3 separate regions of the Hordeum vulgare genome follow, and all the other regions are linked to region 1. Evidence: chromatin contacts called from public Hi-C data. All regions are on one chromosome and are shown on one strand. The core of a region is the stretch at or near the end of the contact, and the rest is flanking DNA. Distances in the headings are between cores, read along the strand shown.

Region 1 (2,829 bases), core at 322-2,821:
TGGTTGAGAGCCATTTTAAATTTCCTTACAGATTATTAGGTGGAAGTGAAACATTTTATTAAATTGATTAGGGTAAGTAAAATCACCACATCTCATGGTATTGGAATTAAAAGGGGTTTTTAGGCATGGTTTTGGTAAAAGGGTTTGGGAGATGATCCACACCACAAACTCACTTGCAAACACACCTCTCCACACATGCACCCACACCACAACAAGCACACAAGCTTATGATGCAACAAATAATTATAGTGATGATGCCATGATGTCATGCTGAATGTCATGAAGCAATTTTATTAATCCAACACACATGAGGACAAACATGGAGGTCATACATGGAATATATTACAAAGGTGGCAAGGAAATGCACTTGGGGTGTTACAACTCTCCCACATTATAAGAGGATCTCGACCCGAGATCTAGGATTCAAAGAACTCAGGATATTCGAAACGGAGAAGGTCCTCACATTTCCAAGTGGCTTCTTTATCAAAATGGTGTCACCATTTCACTTCGAGGAATTTGATAGACTTGTTGCGAGTCTTGCGCTCGGTCTCTTCGAGAATGGCAACTCGATGCTCATGATAGGAAAGGTTTGGGTGGAGCTCAATGTCTTGGAAGTCAATTGTGCGCTCTGGCAATAGATGCACTTATAACTTGGCACATCAAAAGAATCAAGTTGGGAGTCAAAACGGACAAGTTCAAGCCACGAGATGAAAGGCCCTCTGGGCTATTTGATGATTTGACATTCAATAAAGTGTCCAAATTGAATATCGAAGGACACAAACGCACCAGGCTTTTCTCTAGCAATCCAACGAGCCCCAAAACGTTAAAATTGGAGTTCATATGAAGATATGGCGACCAAAATACAAAAGAGCTCCCAGAATCCAGAATTGATGACGGCCTTGCATACGACCACAACTGCTCGTTTGGACGCCCGTACGATCTCTAGGCAGCTTCATAAACGGGAAAAGACTAAAGTGAGCCAACCGATCGCACGTTCACTTTCGTCGCATGCGCAACCATCACATGCGAGATTGATGAGCCGACGCACAATTAGCAAGGACGTCCACAACTAACGTGTGTGCTTGTGTCACTTACAGTTTTTCTGTAACATTATCTGTGTTGTAGAAGTCCTTCTGCAACAACACACATGTTGCAAAAAAATTAAGACAAAAATATCTACAACGCCATATGTGTTGTAGAAGTCTTTTCGCAATGACAGCCATGCTAACAAAAAGTTAAAATACTTTTTTTACAACATCATTTGTGTTGCAAAATCTTTCCGCAACGAAACTCATGTTTTTAAAAAGTTCAAAATTTTTTGTAATAAAACCTCTGTTGCAAATGTTTGTACAACAAGAGATCTGTTGTGATGGCTAGGAAGGGGTCGGACCGTTCGATGACCCCGATCAAAGGATGATCCGTCGTCACACGCGTAGTGTGTGCTACTATGTGGAGGTTTATTTTTTAAGGCAATACACACTATGTGTAGGAGTGATAAGCCCACATATATGTGCACTTTATCCAGCCCACATGTAATAGCCCAACCGTTGAAGGCCCACTTCCACGGAAACCCTAGCCTCCGGTATATAAGCTCTCTCTAGCGCCCCTTGCCCGAGCCCTCGCACGCGCGCCGCCATCTCCCCGTCTACGCCGCAGCAGCCGCCTCCTGCTACTCGCCGCCGAGATGGTACGTTCCTCCCGTACTTCCTTTCCATGCGCAACCTATGGCGGTAGTGAAAAGCGTTTCGCTCTTGGATGCGGCGTTTCTTAGGATCCATCCTGCTAGATCGTAGGGTTTCTAGGTGCGAAATCATGGCGCAGCAGTTGGATTGTGTGTTACTCATACGTTGAGCTCTCTCGAGCTTACCGTTGCACCACTTGTGCTAGCCCGCAGTTATGCTTTGCGTTTTTGTATGCAAACTTCCTCTGGGCCAATCGGTGTGTTCTACAATTCGCTTAGATCCTGGTGTATTTAGGATACTTCCCAGGTTCTCAACCAGTCCCATAGTGTACACCAACTGCATTGACATGGTGTTGTGGGGGCTTGTGGCTTGCAAGGTAGTAGAAAAGAGCCATCTGCTCAAGTGGTTGAGTGCAGACTGGACGTAATATCAGAGCTTTTTGTTTATCTAATGTACCATTTTGGTTTGGTCGAACTTAAGCTTTCCACAGCCACTTTAGTTAATAAATCTTCAATATGCATTAGCAATTGCTTCACTGATTGTATTATGATCATTTTATTATGCTGCTTGGTAATTTGTTGTTTTGTTATGTCTATTCAGACGAAGCGCACCAAGAAGGCTGGAATCGTCGGGAAGTATGGTATGCGCTTGTAACATTTGACTCTTTTCCCTGTTCATGTGGTTCTGCTATTTTCTGAAATTAGCCCTTGCAATGTTATAGGAACCAGGTATGGTGCCAGTCTGCGTAAGCAGATCAAGAAGATGGAGGTGTCTCAGCACTCCAAGTACTTCTGTGAATTCTGCGGGAAGGTATGTCTTCTGTCACCTACTTGATCATACAGTGCATTGTGTGAATGCTATCTACTACTCCCTCCGTTCGTTTTGACAAGACATTTCAGACAGCTTGCTTTGCACTGATTTAGGCAGTGTCTGAATGTCTAAAACGTCTTGTACAATTGAACAGATGGAGTATATACAATGAACTGTTATTGTTATTGTTTGTTGGGGTAGTACTGTACACTAACTAGCGAGGAGCTTTCCGTGCAGCTTCATATTTATTGATGCTTGCTGTGGTATTTTGTGCTGCTTTCTATGTGTTTTTAGCCCAGTGATAGTTTTGCCGTGTTAGTGGTCAATTGCTCTAACC
Region 2 (3,005 bases), core at 16-2,515, 270 kb before region 1:
AGAATATATACTTGAAAGGTCATTGCCCATGAGTGAGAACAAAATAAGCCAACAAGCCCAGATTGATGGATTGAAATGTTCTTGGTCCAATAATGCACAATAATTGCCTTGAATGAGCCCGTTAGAGATCAGAAGATCTACAGCGATCATCTTTCTGATTAAGTGCAAGAGACCGTTACATGAGCAACTTCGTGGTTCGCAAACACCATGCAGCAGCAGCAGATCAATAAGGGCATACAGCAACCGTATTCCTAAGTATACAAACCATATTATTGGCGCAGCTGCTAATAAATGGGAGTTGGCTCAGCTCTCACCATCTCTGAAAATCCGACATGTGAGGGATACCTAACAAATCTAATTGTGAATATAAAACAACAGAGACCTGCCCTGGCATGGTAATGGTAGGACGGCAAAACTGAATTATGTCGACAGCAGATTGAACTGTTTCGAAGTTTTCATGAAAAATGCTACGCGCCCAACGACAATTCAGCAACATAATCGACGATTTATTTATGTATTTTCAGACCGCGATCTGATCAGAGATCAAAAAGTCCCTTAAAGCCAGATCAGAGGAAAAGCTTTTCCAACCCTTTAAATTAAACAAGTGTAAAGAAAGATGAGAAATCAGGCTGAGTACACACGCCTGTCGTCCATGAAAAAAAGAAGAGGCAGAAACACTGGTACCAAACTGAAGAAAATACCCAAAAAAAATCGAGAATTTTGATCAAATACAGTAGTGGCATCTCTGACGGATAAAAGAGAGAGAGAGAGAGAAAAAAAATGGAGTTGGATGGCAATGGAACCGCTCAACTCAGCAGCACTGGGAAAGTTAGCAAATCAAAACAAATTTGAAAACACGGAGAAATCCCATTGATCGAATCCAAGAAGAAAGACAAGCCCGATATCATGTGTCAGATCCAGCTCCCGGCGGATGGACAAGGAGCAAAGGATACGCTTGTGGGTGAGCGCGGGCTTTGGCTTGGGCTCCATGAGGCCGCACCAGAGGTCGCCGCAGAAGAAGCCGGGGCTACGCGTGTCCTCCAGCTCGACCGTGGGTTGGGCCGGGAGGGACTCGCCGGAACCCTAGGCTGCTCCGGCCGCCTGTGCCGGAGGAGAAAAAGGAGCCGCGTCGGCGTCGGCGGCGTGGCGTGTGGTGTAGGGCGGGGGGCGCGGCCACGTGTGCGCGATCGGACGGCTGGGGAGCGGGGGTGGCGCGGTGTGGGGGCGGAGCAGCGAAGCGAAGCGAAGCGACGCGGCCGAAGCGGGCTCCTGAAATCTAGCGGGGGCGGGGGCGGGGGCTGGAGCAAAAGCAAAGCAAGGCAGCCGCTCCGCCTGTTGCGGCCGAATATTTGTAGCCTTTCAGCACTATGCGTTTCGCCTTTTTCTCTTGTGAGATGAGCTCGAAAGCTAACCATCGCGTTCCACATCGGTGCAATTTCATTTCTTGGTGCGTGATCAGTGTATTTGTGGTACGAGCGGCAGTTTTGTGATGTGAAGAAAAAGGGAGGCGAAATGTTGGTGGATGCCGCTGTCAACGTGAAGGTGCCGTCCGTACGGCCGTAAAAACGTGTCGTCAACTAATTCTGATGGCGTAAACTCTGTGATTTTCTTGATCTTAGCAAGTCAAGGTGGCGTGCGGTTTTTTATTTTTTTGGTTGATAGCAATCGGCGAGGAGCTACACCGGTTTGGATCGTGGAGAATAAGCGTCCAACCAACATGAACATTGAACTGTGTGCTCGCGGTCTACTAGATGTGTCGCGATAGCTTGACGGCAGTTAAGAGTGCCGGTCGGGGGGAGGGGGGGGCAGAGGATACATGCTGCGTTTTTCCAAGGTGAGGAATATTTGTGAAGGGCGACCCATATTTGGGTTGGGTCTAAAAGAAGAGGTGAAGAATTTCTGGTGGTCCAGATCACGATCGCTCGAAAATCAATCGTTTCCTGATGTGGGTGCGACCTGACCGCACCTGACCTGGCCGCGAAGGGAGAAATGAAGCGAAACAAGCCGGGAGCCCAACGACACCCAGGGGAATTCGGTGTCAAGCGCGGGCGGGCGGTTCAATTTGCGCGGGGTGCTGATCGCCGGTGCGGCAGGCAGGAGGCGACCAGAATAGTTGGCCTTTGGCATCAGGACAGGACCGCACGCGTTATCTTGGAGGATCAGTTGCGGAGTGGCGTCGGTGCAGGTGCGGTCTGGTGGCGCCCGTGCCCGCGTCAATAGTCGCCCGGGTTATCAACCAGACCGACGGCAACTATATTTTCGAAAAATTTCGATCTACTCCCTCCGTTCCGAAATATAAGACATTTTAAAGATTTGATTATAGACTACATACGGAGTAAAATGAGTTAACTTATTTTCTAAAATATGACTACATACATCTGTATGTAGTATATAGTGGAATCTCTAAAAGATCTTATATTTAGGAAAGGAGGGAGTATTTATCTTCAGTCATAATATTATAATAAACATCAGAAATAATAATAAAAATTACATTCAGATTTGTATATCATTTAACGATGACTACGATCACGGAAGCGAGTCGAAGACGTGTCGCCGTCATCGCCCCTCCCTCGCCGGAGCCACGCGTAACTTATTGTAGTATACGGTCGATAAGTCGTCGTGCTAAGGCCTTATAAGACCAACGCACCGGAACAACAATCGCCGCCGATGAGAAAGCTTTGATCGAAAGATTCAATCTAAAGACACGTGAACAAAGACGAACAAGGACCGGATCCAAACACATCCACCAAAGACAACCACCGACCAAATCTCGCGAAATCCACTGGTAACACACCTTCACACGTCCTCTAATGATACTAAACGCAACACCAAAACAGGGGATAGACGGAAAGAATCTTATCCCATCTCCAAGAAGTCGTCTTCGTCTCGTCTTTCTGAACATGATACAAACCCTGTCAAAACTTGAAGAAACACCTAGAAACAGAGTCGTGCCGCCAACAAAGGTCGGGATACACCGCGCACGCATGACCCTAAGAGCATATACA
Region 3 (2,995 bases), core at 232-2,731, 330 kb after region 1:
AATTTAAGGGTTTGAGGGTTTTACTAGAGATGCTCCTAAGTTGATGGCCAGCGAGGCGGCTGTGCACCTCCGGTAATGGTTTCCATGTAAATGTCAAAAGAAAAAAAAAGATTGGTGCTCCGTGTAACCGGGTGATCATGCGCGACGGAGCGGGCGTCCAGCCCGAATCCCACTCCCACGCGACGCCGCGCGCGCTGGGCTCATGCCCGATCAGGCACGACCCGGTATTGATTGGCAACAAGTTCCCAAAAGCGGAGCCACAAGCTTCAAATTTGTCCGCGACTACTGCTGAATGCCGATGGATGGGCGGGGAAAGAAGCAAGGCCACATGCCCAGCCCAGGCAGGCGGCAACATATTCTGTCACGGCACATGGTGGTACTCCATTGATGCCTGGCCCCTCCAGCTCATCATCCATTTGACCACGGTATCGCATTCGCAGGGTAGGAGCACCGTCACATGTGTCCCGTATTTACAAGCGCAGGAAGGAAAACTGCTCTGGCTGCAAGCTGATCCACAGGGCTAAGTGAAGGTCTTTGGAACGACGACTGGGCCGTGTTTACGTTCAGTTGGCAATCAGAAGGGATTCTATGGCCTGGATTTTTCTAGTCGATCTGTAGGTCGAGAGAAGAGTCGTAGGCGTTACAGGAGGATGTCTGCGTTCGTGGTCAGTATGTCACACGCGTATTCCGGATCTCACTGCATGCATGGTGAGTGATCACTAGTCTTATCATGCACAGCGAGGCGTGAGTAAAAAAATTACTAATATAAAAACCAATCCTTCTATCCTATCCCAGGTGATAATGAGAATTGTACTGTTTGTGTGTGTGTGTGTGTGTGTCTTACTGTCAGGCAATACAGGAGCAGCAGGAATGCTTGCATTGCAAGCCCTAAATCTAAGTGGGTTGTTGTATCAGGCACAGCAATGGAGCCAGCCTTCCCTTCAAGCGACGTAAAACTCGGCTACGCACTGCGAATTCAGGCTCAGAAACATGCACCGGGCTGCTCATCACAGGCCTTTACGACAGCGTGCCGATTCCCAAATGCTGACAGGCAAACGTGGCATCGGTCACCATAAGTTTCCGCAATACCAAATGGGGAAGTTGAGTTCACGCTCGAAAAGGTATACGGAGCTATGGAAGTTCAAATGATGACCGATGTAAGGTGCTACATGGAGATCAGTAACGACGCACTGGTAGTAGCAACAAGAAAAAGGGAAAGGCACGGCCACTTAGAACTTTCACAAGTCACAAGGAAACAAGATGCGAGATCGCCACTCACCAGCTGGACTACACCAATAGGCAATACGGAGTACCAGCACTAGCAGCAGCTCCTCATCCCCCCCTTGGTGGAGATACGTACGTACGTACAATGTGTGGACACAATCATACGCAAGTACAATATCTATCTGGTAGGCTGGTCGATTGCGTACGTACAGACTTTTCCTCACATTACATTACATTACAATTGCGTACACTGTTGTTTATGGAGGTTGGTACGCGGTCGAACATTCCCCGCGGAACAAGGCCGAATCAGTGGGGGGCTCTCTTACCACCATCATCATTGTAGAAAGAGAGAATTGTGGGGTTTTGTTATTTGTCTCCAGCTAACCGCAGCAGTTGACCTGGCCGTATGCGCATTAGCTGTAGCCGTAGGGTTGTTTCATGCATGTGTGTGGGCACATGGGCGCGATACGGTGCCGCAAACGCCTCGCAAAAGTCCATGCTCATACGTGCATGTCGACGCGTTTGCGACCTCTCTCGAGCGGATGATGATAAATTCATAATGCATGGCAGCCGTTCCAAGTGGCGCAGTACCGGCGAACCTGCAACTTGCCAATTATTGTGATTATCCGCTTCCAATCATCGGTGGCCTGCCGGTACGAGTGGCATTTGGCCAGCCGATCCGGAATGGATAGCCTGAAAGCCGGATGACGAGTCGAAAAATCAACAGGTCGGTGGGAAATACCATTCTCCTATATACCATACCAATACCAATTGCATGCTGGATGTTACCAAAATGTGGAATTTCCAAACGCAATACTGGCAAACGTGATACTGTAGACATCACCAAAATGCCATAACAAAGAAAAAGATACCAACACGCGCCGCACAAACAAAGTTCTCATATGTCAAATCTGCTAAGATATAGTTATATCTGGCCATGGGCCGGGCCCTAAAAAGCCCACGACAAAAAACTGAAGCCCAGGTCTGGCCCAGGCCCTGCCATCGGGCCTACTTTGAAGCCCTATCCCGGCCCATCTGTTGAAAAGCCCGTCGGGCTTGGGGCCGTGGGCTGAGCCTCTTCCTTAAAATCCCAATATGTCAAGTCCAAGCCTGGCCCGGCCCTGCCGGTGGGCTCAAAACTCAAGCCCAAGCCCGGCCCACAGGCAAGCCCATAGGGCCTAGGCCCTGGATTTTGAGGCCGGGCCAGGCCGGAGATGCCCAGGTATAGATATAGTATTCGATATTCAGTTATCCAACTTCACAGTCTGGATTCCTTTTTACATTTATGGTAGACTAACACAGGCTTCAGTGTTTTCAAAAATCACAGAACAGCAAGAGAGAGTCATCATGTCTAGTGAGGGCTAGGATCAAAATGTTCTTTCTGTTCCGCAGCTTTGTTTCGTCCTTCGAGCCCTGCAACACATGATATTTAAACAGTGAGTGAGTTGAGGTCAGGTTGCACACATCTGTGCAAGTAATATCTGCTTAAAGCCAACAAAGTTAGTTTCAACTAATCCCCATACTCATGAGTTATGGTATAGTTCATTCAGTAAGATGGCATGGTGGCAACTAATCCCACATATTGCAGGCAGGCAAGACATTATTCTTGTTATGACCAACGTGCATAGCACTGCACATCAATTGTCCACAACCTCCCAGTGATGGTACTAAATGTAAACTGATCTCAGCCCATTGGACTCTTCCATCTAGTAACTTGAAGAGTTATTTCTGACCAAGGTTTTCTATATGGGAGCAATGGGAATTATTGGTT

The links. A called contact is a pair of places that touch in the nucleus more often than the background predicts.
Region 2: a contact with region 1 is called in a Hi-C map of seedling, with 2.9 times the contacts expected there. The contact joins the promoter of LOC123444110 here to the promoter of LOC123444109 in region 1. A contact is called at or near these places in 3 of 6 Hi-C or Micro-C datasets (leaf and seedling) and 1 of 1 datasets of contacts at active chromatin or transcription factors (embryo).
Region 3: a Hi-C map of seedling shows a contact between it and region 1, with 3 times the contacts expected there. The contact joins the enhancer-like site here to the promoter of LOC123444109 in region 1. A contact is called at or near these places in 3 of 6 Hi-C or Micro-C datasets (leaf and seedling) and 1 of 1 datasets of contacts at active chromatin or transcription factors (embryo).

The regions. Positions count from the first base shown.
Region 1 is chr3H:431,063,487-431,066,315 of MorexV3_pseudomolecules_assembly, reverse strand. LOC123444109 (60S ribosomal protein L37a-1) reads left to right here and starts at 1,571. Exons shown (of 5, transcript XM_045120725.1): 1 at 1,571-1,687; 2 at 2,283-2,322; 3 at 2,404-2,492. The coding sequence starts at 1,685.
Region 2 is chr3H:431,337,317-431,340,321 of MorexV3_pseudomolecules_assembly, reverse strand. LOC123444110 (YTH domain-containing protein ECT3) reads right to left here and starts at 1,265. Exons shown (of 9, transcript XM_045120726.1): 1 at 954-1,265. The coding sequence starts at 990.
Region 3 is chr3H:430,728,612-430,731,606 of MorexV3_pseudomolecules_assembly, reverse strand. LOC123444106 reads right to left here. Exons shown (of 14, transcript XM_045120721.1): 14 at 2,074-2,637. The coding sequence ends at 2,539. Among protein-coding and RNA genes, the nearest start is that of LOC123444106, 13 kb to the right of the region's middle. Within about 2 kb of position 1,481, at least 3 of the 3 cell types and tissues checked have open chromatin away from gene starts, as enhancers often do. A contact at or near this core is called in leaf and seedling, where this site is marked.